Linked DNA regions of Danio rerio: region 1 is linked to region 2. A link is a contact called in public HiCAR-type data. All regions are on one chromosome and are shown on one strand. The core of a region is the stretch at or near the end of the contact, and the rest is flanking DNA. Distances in the headings are between cores, read along the strand shown.

The links. HiCAR-type assays count read pairs that join an accessible place to other places.
Region 1: a contact with region 2 is called in a HiCAR-type map of caudal fin, with 4 times the contacts expected there. The contact joins two enhancer-like sites. A contact is called at or near these places in 1 of 18 Hi-C or Micro-C datasets (hematopoietic stem cells) and 1 of 4 datasets of contacts at active chromatin or transcription factors (caudal fin).

What each region holds. Positions count from the first base shown.
Region 1 is chr18:24,633,933-24,636,632 of GRCz12tu, forward strand. All of the region lies in intron 2 of mef2aa (myocyte enhancer factor 2aa), which reads left to right. Among named protein-coding and RNA genes, the nearest start is that of mef2aa, 49 kb to the left of the region's middle. Within about 2 kb of position 1,254, at least 7 of the 62 cell types and tissues checked have an H3K27ac peak or open chromatin away from gene starts, as enhancers often do. A contact at or near this core is called in caudal fin, where this site is marked.
Region 2 is chr18:24,478,908-24,481,607 of GRCz12tu, forward strand. No RefSeq gene overlaps it. Among named protein-coding and RNA genes, the nearest start is that of cbfb, 94 kb to the left of the region's middle. Within about 2 kb of position 1,409, at least 13 of the 62 cell types and tissues checked have an H3K27ac peak or open chromatin away from gene starts, as enhancers often do. A contact at or near this core is called in caudal fin, where this site is marked.

The DNA of each region.
Region 1 (2,700 bases), core at 4-2,503, 150 kb after region 2:
TAGGCTAAATTGTCCATAGTGTGTGTGTGTGTGTGTGTGTGTGTGTGTGTGTGTGTGAGTGAATGTTTCCCAGAGATGGGTTGCGGCTGGAAGGACATCCGCTGCGTAAAAGCCTGCTATATAAGAGAGCTTTTTTTCTGGGTTGCTTTTCATAACACTGTCAGTTGGGTTCAGGGAAGTGGGTGGGCACTGGTCAATCGGTGCTTTTTAAAGCAGTATCGGTTGGGTTTAAGGAAGGGGGTGGGTGGGATTGTCAATTGGTCAGTCAGTCAATCAGTCAGTCTTTTTACAACAGGCTCTGGTGAATTTACGCGAGTACAGCAGAAATTTGAGAGCTTTGATTTTTGAGAAGCATACAAAGCAGCGTCTGCCAGATTCGCTAAAACAGAAACAGCAAAAAAAAACATAGCTCCTAGAACATATTTAGTACTCTTTAGAAATGTATATAGTGGTACGGTATTCAGAATGAGCCTGTCTTGGGAATTACACTGTTGACCATCCGTTACACCTTAACCCACCCTTAAACCTACCCATAACACCAAACCTGTTCCTAACCCTACCCGTAACCCACCTAAAGACCACCAGAAGTATTCTGTGATGTATTGTAAACACAGTATGCTCTTTATGTTTATTTTTTAATGCAACTACATAGTAGTTCAGGTCACCTAATATAAAGAGAGACTTACATTTTGATCATGCATCACCTATAAAGACCGATCTTACGTTTTAAGGATGAATATCCATTTGTTTTCAAAACTTTAAATCCCTGACTTGTCGTGGTTAACACACTGTATTTGTTTACTAAACACATTCTTACCAAACCAAAGGAATGTATGTAGGCCCCTAGTAATAGCTTAATGTTATGAAAACCCCAGTCCTGCTTAAATTACAGTTACACATGAACAACATAATATAAAGTTCATTTCCGGGTGAATTAGTCCTTTAACAGTGATTTGAGAGCCAAACAGGTTTTTCTGGCTGTCCGGAATGAAGAGCTTTGAACGTGAGACGATTCTGCTGGTGCTGTAACACTCTCCTGGACCTGATTAATTATAGGGAAAAAAGGTGAAGTGAGGGAGGAGGTTGAGGGATGCCAGAAGCGTTGTCATTGGAATGAGGTTTAAGCAGCCGTTTATATATCATTAGCATTGTGATTGACAGCATTAAATAATCACGCTCTTGGCACTTTTTTTCTTTCTAGAACTCCACAAAGCCTACAAAGAAACTCTCTATTTGTTGTGAAAGCTAGAAACTGTAGGGCTGCTTGGAGGTGAGATTACTCACACGTGCACATTATGCCAGTTCACTGTAAATGTGTAAAACAAACATTGTTCCTATCAGATACACTGACATAGCTGCTTTCTGTTAAATATGACTAGGGCTGATAAGGCATGTGCAGTATATCATCAGCAGAGTCAGTACAGCCAGATAATTGGAGAACAAGGCTTTGTAATGAACCATCATCCATCAGTCTAGTTGCTTTTTTCCCAGCGTCTCAATAACTTACATCTGTTTTTTAGATTATTATTAACTTGTTAGCCAGTGCGACCTTGACTGTGAGGTGAGTTGTATACTGTATAGGTACTTCATACATACAATCAATGCTGTATATGTATAACATATTTTATATTCCATGTATTAAGTAAATTCAGTAAATCAAGACTGAAAATGATCTTCTATAGCCATATGTGTAGATTTTTCCAGCATGTTTCATAGTTTAATTTTAAAAGAGGCACAGGAGGCTGCTTATGAAATATTAATAACTGATTATATTGTAGTTATTGCATACAAAATCGCAGCAAAAATAAGTTGTTTTTGCTAAATATTTTTTGTTAAATATCTTACTTAAATAGCGAGTTTAGTGCTGTACATGTATAGCACATTTTATGCACCATGATAACATCATGCTAACTATTAATGACATATTTTATTTTAAATTTTATTGGTCTTCACTTCATTTTATTCCTAGTTTTTGCTTTAAATAGCAAGAAAGGTGCCATATTATTTGACTATTTTTATATTCATTTTTAGAAAACTTGATAACCACGTTTTAATAGCAGTGGAATAACTCTTATTTTCAGTCATATTAAATAAAATATTTGCTACTCTTACCAGTTGTGATTTTTCTGAAAAAAACTAAAGTTTTGAATTGACTGTTTTTATTTTAAACCAGAAATAAATGTTATCAGACCTTCAAAGAATAAACATAACATTATCTCAATATTTTTAATAAAACATAATAATATAAAACCTGTTTTTTTTTCATCAAAACCAATGCTTAAAAAATTTGAATAAAAAAAAAAAAAACCTGAAACTAAAAATAGTCTTCCATAGCCATACTATATATGTAGATTTGTTCTAGCATGTTGCATATACTGTAAAAGTTGAAAAATCCTGGTTGCCTTAAATTTTTAGGTTAAATTAATTTAACCTTATGAGTCCTTTGAACTTATTTAATGTTAAACTGACATACAGCAGCTTGCGTAACTTATAAAATCAAGTTAGAACATGATTAACGTAAGTTGTAGAAGTTACAATGACCTAAAAACCTGCTGTCGGGACTAATTGATCATACACATTTTCACAATGTATTTTTTATTTTAAAAAAAGACACAGAGGAATGGCTGCATATGGAATATTAATATCTGATTAAATTGTAGTTAATGCATACAAAAAAAAAAAACATTGCGGCAAAAACAA
Region 2 (2,700 bases), core at 159-2,658:
GAAAGATCAGATCAGCCTCAGTCAGGTAATAAAATGTCATGCAAAATTAACTCAAAAGTAATTTAACGTAATGCAACACTTACCATAAAATTAACAAAACTAGTTACTCTTTTGGGGAGTAACTCAATAATGTAATGCATAACTTTTTTTTAAATGTAACTTTCCCCAACACTGGTAGTAGTAGTAGTACAGTAGTAGTAATACTACTACTACTACTACTACTACTACTACTACTACTACTACCACTAATAATAATAATAATAATAATCGAAAAATAGAAAGCTTAAAGCATTAATTACACAATGTTTCTTCCTTGTTTTCATTTTAGCAGGAAATATTCAGATTAAAAACAAACATCTTATTTACTTTTTCAAGCTGCAGTTTTATAAATGTAATTGCAACTGTAAAATGTTAAAATGTTTGTTTCAGGAATACTAAAAATAAAATTGACTATTAAAATGTAGTCCAGAATTTTTTGGTTGTCAAATAAACAATTATCAAACAAATCATTGTGAAAATAATGCTTTTAGGAAAAAATGAAACACACTGTATTGGTCTCCATGGTTTATTTATTATTTGATGTGTACTAAACTTTTTTTTTTTTTTGAGCCAGAAGTTAATGTGTAGTTTCTCTGAACATACAAATATTCTGTTAATTGACATTAATAATTACCAGAAGAGCAATAATCAACTATAATTATGTTTACAACATTACATTACAGCTTTACCCTCCAATCAATTCCTGCTACTTTTGTTTTGATTGTGCAAATTATGTATATTATATTTTAAATAGTTTTGTTGTGGTTTTGATTGATTTAATTGAGTTGTTAAAATGGATTATTTGACATAAAAGACAAAACTGATGCATTTAATTAGGTCATTCTAAAATGAAAAACCTGTACAGACCAAATTTTACCCATTATAAATGTTTGTAAAATCATTCAAGCGAGCATTTTTAGAAATAAAAGAGCTAAATTAGTTTTCCTAAATGCATTTAAACCCTCCTATCAAGCTATTTAAACTCAGTCTAGCACAAATTCTAGCTGTTTGTTTGGTTGTGATGACAGTCCTGTGACAAGGTGTTCATTAAAAAAGCAGGATATTTGTTTGTTTGTTCTGGTTGGTCTTTTGGCCAGGATATCTTGAGGCTCTGCTTGGCCTCGGTTCCTGCAGGGCTCTTGTTTCGGAGAGCTCTAAGTGGCTCTTGATGCTAGTGGCTGCGCTGGCAAGGCCCTCAGCAGACCCTCCTTATTCTGCTCTTGGCAGCCACCCATGGTTCTCGCTCACTGGCTTCCTAATTTAGTAACGGCGGGTAAAAATATGCGCTAACGAACAGGGTCTGGTATGTCAGGCTACCGTCCAAGAGGAGAGGGAGAGAGAAAGAGAGAGAGAGATCGAGAGAGGGTATCGAGGGAGGAGGGAGTTTGTGAGCAGGCGTTCCAGAAGATGGCAGTGCTCAGCAGAAGCACAACACTGGACACTATTGCACATCTGGCACTGTTAAACTACATTACTGTGAAAATATGATACAGTACTAGCTCACTGTCTGAGACTACATCAACAAAGTGATTTTAAGGGTCTGAAAATCCTAAAATTTCTAGGATTCAAATGTCACTGCATTTTTTTCTTGTTTCTAGGCTAAATATCTAAAAAAAATCTTAAATCAAGAAGCATTTTCTAGACAGGCAAAAAAAAAAAAAATACATTGTCTTGTTTTAAGAAATAACATGCCAAAATGAAGTGTTTTTCCTCAAAAGAAGCAAATTAATCTGCCAATGGAGGAAGCAAAAAAATTGTCACAAAAAAAATATATATATATAGATTTACACTTTCTTTTAATGGGTTATGTGTAAAGTGTAATTTTCTATTGTTCTGTAAACTATTGATGACATTTCTTCAAAATGACTAAATAATAATCATAATAATAATAATAATAATAATCATAATAATAATAATAATAATAAAATTAATTTAAAAGTAAAAAGTGTCCATCATTTATAACACAATGGAATTTAATACCATATACACTAGTCAAGCTGCCTTTGTCTTTATTTGCTTACTGGGGACTTCTGAATTGAGCTCGAACAGTTTGTTCATTAAAAAAAATTTGATTCATTTACAACATTTGATTGAAACATTTACTTTTTTTTTGTAGCCTAACAATAAAATAAACCAGTGAAAGGTTATGTTAAATTAGAAATGACAATGCGTATTAAAGGCATGAACTCCAGCCCTTCCTAAAATTCTTCCTCTTTTCAGATGGAATGGTGGGCCAAATCAAAGGTTATTAGGAGCCAACTTTGCCCCCCGGGCCCTAGTTTAAGCATCTCTGCTCTAAGTGAACAGTTTTGATCAAACCTGCAATATGGCGACCTTGATTTTCAATTAATTGTAATTTTTTTTAAAATGCTTTAAATTAGAATATTTTATTTGAAATTTGAAAAAAAAAAACTTGATAAGACATTTTCAGAATAATATATATATATATATATATATATATATATATATATATATATATATATATATATATATATGTATACACACACACACACACACACACACACACACACACACACACACACACACACATATATATATATATATATATATGTGTATGTGTGTGTGTGTGTGTGTGTGTGTGTGCGTGTGTGTGTGTGTGTGTGTGTGTGTGTGTGTATATTGTACTCATAACATATAATA